Linked DNA regions of Mus musculus: region 2 is linked to region 1. Evidence: chromatin contacts called from public promoter capture Hi-C data. All regions are on one chromosome and are shown on one strand. The core of a region is the stretch at or near the end of the contact, and the rest is flanking DNA. Distances in the headings are between cores, read along the strand shown. Region 1 overlaps Ptpre (protein tyrosine phosphatase, receptor type, E). Region 2 holds the start of Mki67 (antigen identified by monoclonal antibody Ki 67).

The links. Promoter capture Hi-C pulls out the DNA fragments that hold promoters and counts their contacts.
Region 2: a contact with region 1 is called in a promoter capture Hi-C map of macrophages, with 5 read pairs. The contact joins the promoter of Mki67 here to the enhancer-like site in region 1. A contact is called at or near these places in 4 of 39 promoter capture datasets (hematopoietic stem and progenitor cells, macrophages, neutrophils and 1 more), 1 of 484 Hi-C or Micro-C datasets (neutrophils), 3 of 115 datasets of contacts at active chromatin or transcription factors (effector CD8 T cells, memory CD8 T cells and pancreatic cancer cells) and 2 of 9 other capture datasets (adipose tissue and liver).

What each region holds. Positions count from the first base shown.
Region 1 is chr7:135,598,822-135,604,971 of GRCm38.p6, reverse strand. Ptpre (protein tyrosine phosphatase, receptor type, E) reads right to left here. Exons shown (of 21, transcript NM_011212.3): 2 at 3,485-3,507. Among named protein-coding and RNA genes, the nearest start is that of Mir1962, 36 kb to the right of the region's middle. Within about 2 kb of position 2,466, at least 32 of the 459 cell types and tissues checked have an H3K27ac peak or open chromatin away from gene starts, as enhancers often do. A contact at or near this core is called in hematopoietic stem and progenitor cells and macrophages, where this site is marked.
Region 2 is chr7:135,713,294-135,719,443 of GRCm38.p6, reverse strand. Mki67 (antigen identified by monoclonal antibody Ki 67) reads left to right here and starts at 3,065. Exons shown (of 14, transcript NM_001081117.2): 1 at 3,065-3,396; 2 at 5,405-5,483; 3 at 5,572-5,687. The coding sequence starts at 3,305.

The DNA.
Region 1 (6,150 bases), core at 1,217-3,716:
TTTCTTTGCATTAGATTCTGGACCACAGGAACCCACTCAACTGTGACATTCTCCAGATGAAACACCTTTGGCCACAGATAAGCATGACAGGACTACTTCTCCAAGTCCACTGTTTTGTCTTTTGTGTGTTAGCTTGTGGTGTGTGTGTGTGTGTGTGTGTGTGTGTGTGTGTGTGTGTGTATGTGTCTGTGTGTATGTGTGTGTGTATGTGTGTGTCTGTGTGTATGTGTCTGTGTGTATGTGTGTGTATGTGTGTGTGTTTGTGTGCCTGTGAAGAGGCCAAAGGTCCACAGCAGATGTTTTTCTCTATTGTTCTCTGCCATATCTTTGAGACCCACTTTCTCATTGAACCAGAAACTCACTAATTTGCCCAGGGCAGCTGACCCGTGAGTCCCAGGGACTGGGCTTGCCTCTGCCTCCCCAGTGTTGGGATTACAAGTGTGTACCTCCATGCCCAGCTGTTTATACATTTGTTGGGAATTAAACTCAACTCTTCATGTTGCATAGCAAGAACTTTATTAAATTTATTGTTAAATGCAAAATTAAAAGGGTTGACTCTTGCTTAAAGGACTTCCCAAACAAAAGAGAATAATTTTGAATCTTTTTAAGAAAGCCAATATTAAGATAGTTATTTTTTAGTGGAAATTCAAGAATGATGCCAGTAAACTGAAAGCCTTTTGACAGCTGGGCAGAAAAAAAGAGGTTTGCTGGGGCTGGTGTGTCTATTTTGCTAGGGTTGCTGGCCTGGTTTCTTTACAGCCATCACACAAAGCATGGACGAGGGCTTGTGATGGTCTCCAGTTTCAGGGAGCTTACCTGCACTACCCAAGCAGACTGTCCAAAGTCCCAAATCGTCCAAAAGCCAGTTTCAGAGGGCAGAAGTTAGAAATCATTCTGTTGACCAGTCACTGAAATCCTAAATCTCTGTGCCTATATTTCAAATGTTTGCTAACGGAAACCAAACAGGCCAGAGAATCTTGCTGAGGGCCAGAAAGCACAGTCCCAGTGAAGGCAGACTAGGTTACCCTGTCCACTCCTCAAATACGCCTCATGTCAAAGTGAATGATTCCCAAAGTCTTCCTCAACCACATACCTTTTGAATCAAGGTCTCTCACTGTACTTGGAACTTGACTGGGGTTCTCCCACACTGGCTGGCCAATTAGCCCTCAGGATCTCCTGCCCTGCCCATCCCACGCCAGCCAGCATCAGTACCGCAGTTGCAGGCACTCACTTCTGTGCTTGGCTTTTTGTGTAGGTGCTGGGGGTTGGAACTCAGGATCTCAAGCATGCTCAGCAGACACTTTACCACAGAGCCATCTCCCAGCCCCATATATTTAAAGCCAGGAACTGAGTGACTGACTAAAGCAGAATGGATGCTGAGGCAAAAGTCAGGGCCAAGAGGATCGGAGCTGCTGCCTGGATATCACAGATCCACACAGGAAACAAAGACACACAGAAGTCAGTTTAGCATTGCTGGGCAGGAGGTCTGGCCTTCCAGACCTGTTGCTGGGTTTTAAACAGGGCTCTGGGAGAGGAGAAGCTGAGGCCAGGTTAGCAGCTGTTGTCACAGGATCACTCGTTTGGACAGCTGCTGGATCATTGCTGGGCATCAGGGCAGTGGACCAAGAGGCTCGGAAATGCTAGAATGGGAGGAAGGAAGGCTGGCTCTGGACAAGCCAGCCCAGCACCAAGTGCCAAGAAGTACAAAGGTCACATGTTTAGAACCAACCAGAATCTGTTCCTGTGTTTCAAAAGACAAATCCATGGGGCCTAACCTATGACTACTTCCCTCCAGCATGGAAGGCACTTTAAGAAACAAAAGCAAACCGCTCAAATCCACAGTGTCACGTTTCATGTGCATTCCCCGCCAACATGCACCCATCAACACCTCTGGCTTTTGTTCCAGGACAATAGGAGTTGCTGACTGGCAATTAAAGCTTTATCTCATACAAACAATCCCAGTGAGCCTCCCCTTTGTCCCCACTGCCCCCATTTACCCAAGCAGAGTTGGATGCCACTCATAATCAATTACATCTAACAACAATGCAACAGATAGCAGGACCATAAAACTCAGAAAGGCTAAAGGAAGGCTTCATTCTTTCTTAGCTTGAGAAATTCTGGATTATCATCATCCCACATTGCCAAAACAGAGAAAGAGCAATCTGATCAAACCAAGCACAACTGTACACATTTACGTTCCAATGGAGAAACACCAAGGAAGGACCCCTTGCCTCAGAGAGGAGGCCAGCCAATCTAACAGCCTTAAAGTCTGGAACACAGTAGAAGTTTATTGTTCTTGCTTTTATTTTGTTATTTGACATAGGGTCTCATGTAAACCGGGCTAGCCTTTAACTCGAGACTTCTTGGCTCTGTCTTCCAAGTCCTGGGATTACAGGCATGTGGTAGCTGCCCCAACAGTAAAAATATTTCAAAGGTGGCCGTGCATTCGGAAATGGAACTTCCTACTTTGCACTCTGGTGACGCCCATTAAGGGCAGTATTATCAGCTGAGCATTTTGTGTTCCTCTTGTGACCACACTGCAGCCATTTCTAAACTCAGATTCTGTGGGGTTTAGTGGAGTGTGCCCTGAACCTCAATACTTAGGAGGCAGAAGCAGTAAGATCACATGAAGTTGAGGCCAGCCTAGTCTACACAGTGAGTTTTAGGCCAGTCAGACCTACGGCCTCAACAAGCAAGTAAGCAAGAAAGCAAAACAACAAAACTCTTAGACACCCCTCTCTCCCTTTCTTCTGAAAAGGGGAACATCATTAAGTTGATTTAAATGTTTTTGAAAAAGGCTATGAAGGGGATGGTGGCAGTATAGGCCTGGAATCTCATCTCTAAGGATGTCAAAGCAAAAGGACCTTGAGTTTGAGGCCAGCTCTGGCAACGTAGTGAGAGCTTGCCTGAAACAAGACAAAACAAGATGTGGGTCATGATGTTTAAAGTCTTTAATGTATTTTCTTACAGGCATCAGAGAAGTAGAATTTGGCTGTTACCTAGCCCCTGTCGGTGTACAACACAAAATTCCATGACATTGATGCATCTTTCAGAAATGTCATTCAGAAAAACACCTCCTCACCCGTTTCCCCCAGGGCAGTAGCTCCACTTATGAGAAGAAACGCCCATCAGGCCGCCATGTGCCGCTGTGCTATGCACCCTAATGGGTGTTGAATGTGTGCCACTGAGATAAGGTTGTAAAAGAAACAGGACAGAGAAAGGAAAGCACGTGGGAACTGCCCACAGCAATGCATCTCAGGACATCGAGTGGCTGAGCTACATTTCAAATGCCAGGGAAAAAATAATAATAACGAGAAGTGTGATGTGAGACATTGAGTAAGTTAAGGCACTAAATTTGCATGTCACCCTCTGACCATATGGCCTGTTTCTCAACAGGATAAACCTTACAGAACAATTAAATCCCAGGCATCTTAAGCTAACCAATCAGACATTAGAAACAATTTTTAGAAAATTATGTACTCACCAAGGGGAAATGAGGGCTATAGTCTGAAAGAGAAAGAAAGAAAACAAAAGAACATTAGTTTTCTGGTGACACTGTTGGTCTCTCTCACTTGGGTCTCCAATTTCCAACAGTGCTGGTGGCTGACACTCTTCACAGGGTCTTCAGGAGCTTGCTTAGTCTTGATGGTAGTTTCTTTTTGCTACATGCATTGGCTTTCAACATCTATGACCTGCACCAAACTTTCTTGTGCTCCCTGGAAGCCAATTGAGGGTGGAATGTGGCTCCCCAGGGTCTGAAGTGTTTGACACCCAGCCCTTAAGGGCCTGACTTCAATCGGTTGCTGTCCCTAGTGAGGGGTGTAAAGGTCCCACCCGAAGCAGTCCCCATACCTTCCCTGGAGATGGTCTTTCAAGGTAGAGGCACCTTTCCACTCTACACCCCTGGGGTCGCCTCTGATCGTCACCTAGCTTAAGCTGTGTGTTCTTCCCATTAAAAAGAATTATTAAGATATAATTTATATATGTAAGATTTGCCCACTCCGAATGTACAATTTATTGGTTTTTAGTATATTCAAGAATTTAGTAACCTCATTAAAATCTCATGTTAGAGGCGAGAGAGATGGCTCGGCTAGGAGCTTGCTGCTCTTGCAGAGTGCTAGGGTTTGATTCCCAGCACCAGCATGATTTCCAACCCTCTGTAACTCTAGCTCCAAGGGATATATCATCTTCCGTTTTCCTCACGTTCTGCACACATGTGGCACACAGGCATACCATGCAGGCAAAGCACTCTATACACACTGAAATAAAATTAATAAAAAAAAAAGACTCACACATCTAATATAAGATCATTTTCATCATCCAAAAAGAAAATATACACTCATGAGTTCATTGTCCACCACTCTGGCCTCTCTCTGGCCCGTGACAACCACTCAGCTACTTTCTGTAGATTTCCCTATCCTGGCATTTTGTAGAAATAGACTTATAGCATATATGGCATTTTGCAATGAGATTCTTTCATTGAGAACAATTTTCCCAAGTCCTATCCATCCCATAGAATGCTCTAGTACCTCACTTGCTTTTACTAACAAATATTTCACCCCCCCCACAGTCTGTTTATCCATCCGTCAGCTGATGGATACAGCTCTGTGTTCCTGTTGGTTTTGCAGGCAACCTCACATGAGGCTTATCAGACTTTCATCTGCCTGCGGATGGAGATCTGGCTGGGTTGTGATTACTCACTTACACAGCTAAAGGGTAGGATCAGTTTTCAGTTGTCTCTATTTTAAAATAGCTGGCTCACTCCACGCTGCCTTTTACCAGATTGCTTGTGATGAGAGTCCTGGCAAGGCTGGTTACTTTAAAACAAATTTAACAATGTCTCTGCAGTACAAATTATAACAAGTTATTATAAATTATTATATAGTTACAAATTTAGAAGTGAACTCATGTGATCGTCTTAAAGTCACAGAAGCAGAAAACTAATTCAGGCAACTAAGAACTGTTAAATCCGCTTGGGAAATTTTATACTCAAACTTCTAATGGCATAAAGGATATCTGCTTTGGTCATTAGCTCTGGGAATCTTAGCCAATGGAATAAAGCGAGAAAAAAAATACAAGACATATGAACTAAAGAAGAGATGTATAAAGCATACGTCTGAGGTGGTATAATGGTCTATGTAGAGAATCCTATGGAATAAAAAGCCCCTATCGCTAAGACATGCACTTAGCTCATAGGACAAAGAGCCCAAGAATATCAACAGTGTTACACAGGCTAACAAAAAGCTGATGCGGGAACAATAGTAATTCTATACTTAGGGAAACCAACAGTCCCAGCATCACAGTTCATTTATTAACAACAAACCAACAGCATTCATGATCTATTTGTAACATCTGACACTGTGTCATTCCCTAGCGAAGGAATCAAAAATAATGAAGAGGCAGCATATTGAGTCACATAGAGTTGCAAAGGGTTCCCAGCATGCCACAAGGCCCCACATAACATAATGCCCAAGTGCAAGGCAGAGGCGGAGTGCTGGGCAGAAAATGGTTAATGTGGATAGGTAAACTGTTCTTTGTAGAACAGTTTATTACAAAACTTCACCCCTTTGTTTCACCCTAAAATACCCAGAGACGATGCTTGCAGGAGTGTTGCGAGGAGGCAAGCAATGAGGAAAGCTGAGGTGGACACTGTCTCCACATTCCCAGGGAAATTGATAAGAAAGCTCAAAACTATCTTCCAATGCTATGCTGACTTGTTCCAATATGAAATGAAGTCCAGTAATACACAGAGGCTTCTGGGACAGGACTACAGCTGGAGGCACAAGGCTGGGTCAAATCAGATTAAAACCACAAAGGAAAAAGCTAGTTTGGTGTAGAAGCATAGGCTGTTTGGTCAATAGCTAGATAAACAATCAAACACAAATGATAACTCAAAAGTGAACTTTGAAGTAACATGGTTTTGTTTGTTTGTTTGTTTGTTTGTTTTTAAAACAGAGTTTGACTCCCCAGAACTTCAGATAGCTCAATGGGCTGAGCACTCTCGGTCTGTGTTTCATGCATGATTGAATAGCTATCTATTTCTCTAAAGCAGGACTACAACAAAACCATGCCCTCCCCCCAAAAAAAACCCAGGCTCTAAAATAAACGTTTGCCAACTATACACTTCCTTTAGCCCGAGGCCTTGTAGAC
Region 2 (6,150 bases), core at 1,816-4,315, 110 kb before region 1:
GAGGTCATCAGGGGTTGCATCCCATTCTCTTCAGTGCTGAGACAAACAAGCAGAGAAATGGTAACAGAATTTGAGAGAAGCAAGGATTATGGTCCTATTCGTGCTTTGGGAAAGTTGCCCTAATGGGAACCCTGTTTCCCAAAGAGCCACATGCAAGTTCAGGGGGCAGAATAGTGCTGGAGATATGGCATTAGTGTGAGGAGCACTGAAGACCTGGTGAGGACCCGTGGGGTGATCTCAAAGGGAGGACCGGGAGGTGGATCCCTGCTAGAGGGCCTGGATCCTGGAGCAGCGAGGAGTTTGGGCTAGGAAGAGAGAAATCAGGTGGTGTCAGCGTGGGGTGGGCAGCACTGAAGCCAGTCAGCCTGTCTGCAGGCCCTGGGCGCACTGACTACGGATGGACACCAGTCCTCCCGCGGCCCAACAGGCTGAGACCACGACCCCTCCTCCATGTTACTTTCACAGTAAAATCTTTTGTCTGTGTTGGGAAGAGGAACTAAAGGGACCCCAGTGGCAGAGGTAGGGCTTCACATCCCCATGGGCTGGTGCAGGTGACTGCAGTGTTGGGCAAACAGAGCCTAGCAGTGCTGTAGGCAGCACAGGTGGTTCTCTTTGCCCTCCAGGCCCGCTTTCTTTGGTAATGTTGCTGAAAATGACATCCTGAAACTTCAGGATGAGCCAAAGTGAAGCAAAGCTAAGGAGTTAAAGGTTAGTGAGAACGCATGCTTTAACGTGAGGAACGGGAAGAGAGTAGGGGGTGTTTTTATAATGCTTAGGTAGCTTTATATGGGTGGGGGCTTCAATGACATGGACCCGATAGGCTCATATATTTGAAATGGTTCCCAGTTGGTCGAGCTGTTGGGGAAGGATTAGGAGCTGTAGCTCTCTGTTGGAGGAAGTACATCACTGGGGGTGGGCTTTGAGGTTTGAATTATCCACTCCATCCTGAGTGTGTCTCTCTTTCTCTCTCTCTCTCTTTCTCTCTCTCCCCCCTCCCTCCCTCCCTCTCTCCCCTCCCCTCCCTCTCCCTCTCTCCCCTCTCCCTCTCTCCCCTCCCCCTCCCTCTCTCCCCTACCCTTACCCCCCCCTCCCCGTTCTATGTGTCTTGCACTTGTGGATCAGATGTAAGCTCTCAGCTCTTCAGGGCCATGCCTAGCTACCTGCCTGCATGTTCCCCACTATGATAGTCATAGACTCTAACCCTCTGGAACTATGAGCCCCAAGTTAAATGTTTTTTTGTTTTGTTTTGGTTTGTTTTTTTAATTTTTTAAAATAAGTTGCCTTGGTCATGGTGTTTTCTCATGACAACGGAAAAGTAATGAAGACACTGTGGCTCTTAAAGTTACGTTCCTCAAGGCTATAATTTAAAACAAAGCATAAAGTGTAAATTTTAAGCACATTTTAAAAAACAATTAAAAATATATGAACGGAGGGCTGAAGAGATGGCATAGGGGTTATGAGGCCTCGCTGCTCTTGGAGAAAACCTAGGTCAGGCCTCATTAGCTACTTCAGGAGGCTCACAACTGCCCGCAACTCTAGTCCTGTGAGATCCAATGCTATCTACTGATATACAGAGGTACCTGTACTCATATCCACATGGTCAGACACAGACACACACATTTATATACATATTCATGATAAAGTAACAACTATATATGTGTGTGTGTATGTGTGTATGAACTGATCTGCTTTTTAAATCTCTCTCTCTCTATCTATCTATTGCTTAGGTTTCAGGATGAGAAGGCAATGCCCAAGGCCTAAAGTAGAGCTTGGATCCTGGCAGCCCTAACAAGGCAGGCTGGACCACCCATCCTCAGTAGGCTAATTAAAGAGGAGGCAACAGTGAGAAGCACAGAAAGGGGGTGTATTCATGTGGCCCCATTGTGAATAGGAGCAAAGGGGCCCAATGGCACCCTAAATATATTTTTGAAGTCCTGACCAGAGGTTTAGGTTTAGAGGCCAAGAGGTATGCTATAACTAATCAGCCTGGGTTAGGGTGGTATAACACACTCGTTCCCCAGAGTGAAATTTCATGGCTTCATACTTCAGGCTTGTCCTTGAGACCTTGAGGAGAGGGTAGACATTGGTTCTATTGCCCCAGAAGCGGAATTTTTACAACACCCTACTGGAAGAACACTGATCCAGGAACAGGAGGAGGGAGCATGAAAAAAGAGGACAGGAAAACATAGGTACTCTATATTCATCTGACTGGCACCTGGCCTCAGATAACCCCAACTGGTGCCCCAGGAGCCCTATTTTAGGATTTGCAGGTGCAGTCTTGCACAGGTTATTTTAATCGGCATTTCCCCCTGAAACAGCAAAGCATTGCAAACTTAACCGTGCCGCAGCAATAACTCTTAAGTTATGGTTTCGGAAAAACCGTGCCACTGCCTCAGTGTTCATTAAGCAGGGAGACTGTAGAATGAATTATAATGATGTCCCCCAGTTTTTAAAGGACAGTTTGAGGGATACTGAAAAGGCAGGAGAAACAACCTTAGGTTGCGTATGAGGTGTTGCAGAAACGGCAGAGGAAGGGTATAAATTTTAAAAATAGAAAGCTTCTAGCGTTGAGCAAGATGCGGCGTTGTCGGTGTTTGATTTCTGGAGAGGGAGCCTACAGGTAGCTTCCTACAGGTCGCCACGCTAGTTTTGCTGACACTGAAAAAGCTGGGACCCTCTACCCTGCCTATTAGAGCAGCAGTGGCCCGCCCACCAGCCCCACCCTGCCCGCCTTCCGGAGCTTATCTCCGCTCGGGTTCCGCTTCTCCAGCCAGCTTCTGGCCCGGCCCCGCCTACCGGCCTGGCCCCTCCCACCTTCCGGCTCCACCCCCCCCCCCCCCCCCAGGCTCGCAGCCTGGCCCCACCTCTGGACTTCCCCAATCCTCTGTCGCCCTCGCCATTGGTCTCTGGCTGGCCGCCTGGCCCAATCGCAGCACTTAGCGCCAGAATTTGAACCGCCGTTTTGGTTTGAATCGGGCGGGCTGCGGCGGGCGAGCCTTGGCGCGGAACCGCCTAGGCGGACAGTCGGGGCTGGACGGGGCGGCGGGTGGCGGGTGGCGGGCACTTGGGACGCGGGCGGCGGGAGTGCGGGTCTGGTCGGGGCGGAGCGAAGGCCGCGGGTGGCCGTGGTCGGTCCTCCGCGGCTAAGGAGCCGAGGGCTCCGACGCGGGCTGCGCCCGGTGAGCGGCGGCCAGAGCTAACTTGCGCTGACTGGACCAGCTGAGGAGCGGCCCGGCGGGGCGACTGCGAGCTTCACCGAGAGGCTTCTCCGCCCTGGTCCGCAGTCCCGACGGCCGGGCGGACCATGGCGTCCTCGGCTCACCTGGTCACCATCAAGCGGAGCGGCGATGACGGCGCACACTTCCCGCTGAGCCTCAGCTCCTGCCTGTTTGGAAGGTGAGTGCGCGCCGGGGCTGAGGTGACCCGGGGCGGCGACCCCGCGGCCCAACCCCCCTCTGCGTTTGACAGGGTTGTCCCTGTGGCTTGTTCGGAAGTCACGCTCATGCATTGGGAGCTTCCAAATGGAATCGGGATTTTACACTCGGTAGACGCGAGGCTGACGTCGGTGTCCCGCAACTTCCGCACTGTCGTTCTCAGGCAGCCGGCTGTGGCTCTGGATGTTTCGGGAAACATCAGATAGGAGAACCCTGCTCGGGTGCTCTGGGAGAGTCCCCTCTCACCCTCCCCCGTCGGTCGGATGGCAATCTTCCCTGAGGCCTTCCAGGCAGTGGCTGGTGTTGCCACTTCTGCAAACGTTGACCCTTATGGCTTTCTGCCGCGTTTGAAATGTTACTTGAGAGGATGCTTTTAAGAAAACTCGTCTTTCCTAACACCATGCAGATTGGTGACTAGGTTTTAGATTGTTTTGTTTGTCTCCCAGTAGATTAAATTCCAAGACAAGGTCTGCCTTGTTAATGGTTACATCTCTAGGGTCCCATATGGCGACTGACACTTAAGATCAATCAGTGTGTGGCACAGGATGAGTGGTAGGAAGATGGCGATCTGGCAAGAATGGTAGTTCTCAGACATTTGACAAAGTCTGGTGACAGATTTTCATGTCACCCTGGGAGAGGTGCCTGCCGTTAGTTAGTACTGCTGAGTAAGGACAGAGACATGGTGTATTTGACAGTCGAGGAAGTATCTGGTCCAGAATGTCTGTGGTCTTTTGTATCTAGTATGGATTGTGGTGATCTTTTTGCTCCGTAAAACGGGGTTCGAACATATGGTCTTTCTGCCTGGTGTTTTGAAACCCAAAACCTCTGTTTTCTTGAGAGTAAGAACTTCCTGTCAGAGTAAAGAACTTTCTATAACTTTGTTGTTGTTTAAAAGAAGAGAGTACAAATTCTTGTCACAAGTGTCATTCATTTTGATTATTCTGCAATATTACTTAAATATACTTTTAACAAGTTTAAAAAAATTTAAATCAATTTGCATTTGGTTATGTGGTATTTATTGTAAGAGGTATGCTTAGACTCCAGAGGTTCATAGGAAAGCAGACAGTATATAGAGTATAGTCTGGCTTTTAAAGTTCACGATGGAGCTACCAGCGAAAGTCCTGGTTTGTGGCTGGATTAGAATTGTCCCTTCTGTGCTGTGCCACCACAATGCTAGCTTTCCAGAAAGACATTCTAATCTAGATACTGATTGTGGATTAGTGTTTGTGTTGTGAAGACATCTGAGTCTGTCAACTCGGTGTCGTTCTAAAATGACTCGCATAGATTAGCTGTGTGCCCCATACCCAAGTGATATATACAACTATAGCTGAATAGCAACATGGGTGCTGGTATAGATCTTTTGTGTATGAAGAAACTGAGGCATTGATTAGCCACAGCACATTTTATGCTAGTAGTCTTCTGTGTCCTTAAACACCCATATTGTTATAAACACATTACAAAGGTCTTCTAAGCTGGGTAGTGGTGGCACCCGCCTTTAGTCCCAGCATTTGGGAGGCAGAGGCAGGTGAATTTCAGAGTTGGAGGACAGCCTGGTCTACAAAGTGAGTTCCAGAACAACAGGGCTACACAGAGAAACCCTGTCTTGAAAAAAAAATCAAAAAGCCAACCAACCAAACAACCAACCAAACAAAAAAACCCAAAGTTCTCCTAAACTGACAGAAAGTTCTCTTTTATTTGTGTCTTGTAATTATAACTACTTACATGAAAAGTAATTGTGTGTGCTAGTATTTTCTAATATAATTATTCTGAAGTACTAGAAGTCTCCATCTTTTATGGTTTCATAGGCAGTACTTGTGAACATTGCCCTGCCCCTCATATCTTGTCAGTCCTTGTGTCGTTACACTTATAATATAAACATACTAGTCAAATTCTGCTAATATTTTGAAAACTTGAGGGTTTCTTTTTTTTTGTTGCATACCCTCATAAATCCCTTACTTTTTTGTATTAAGGAGTATTGAATGTGACATTCGTATCCAGCTGCCTGTAGTGTCAAAAAGACATTGCAAAATTGAAGTCAAAGAGCAAGAGGTAAGTTGGCTTTGGAAATCAACTCTTAAAGCTTTTGAAGGTGACTTGAAGCAAGTCCTTAGTGTTTGCCTCTCCTCTCTCCTCGTAGGCAATATTATATAATTTCAGTTCTACCAATCCAACTCAAGTAAACGGGGTTACTATAGATGAGCCTGTGAGGCTGAGACATGGAGACATAATAACCATCATTGACCGCTCCTTTAGGTGAGTGAAAGCCAACTGGATGAGTTCTGAACACTGTGCTTTCGTTAATCACAAACTAGTACCATGGTTTGATCCTTTTTTGGTGTTGGTGGATGTTAGAAATGTCTCACTCTGTGTGTGTGTGTGTGTGTGTGTGTGTGTGTGTGTGTGTGAGCGCACACATACATGTCCATGCAGGTGCTTGGGCCTGGGCCTGTGGAGAATAGAGGACAAGCTCAGATGTGGTCCTCGGGATCTGGGTCAGTTTTCCCCCCCTTTTTGATCAGGGTCTCTTAACAGGCCTAGGATTCACCAAGTAACGGGCGAGATTGGCTAGACACCCGAGCCCGGGGCCCTCCTGTCTTTGCTTTCCCAGTGTTGATGGCGCATCTTAAAGTTCCTAGCTCCTAGTCCCTTTGAGAGAGTGTGTTTGGCCCTTAAAGAACAATTTTGTTATACTGAGGCAATTGGGCTGCATCCTAAC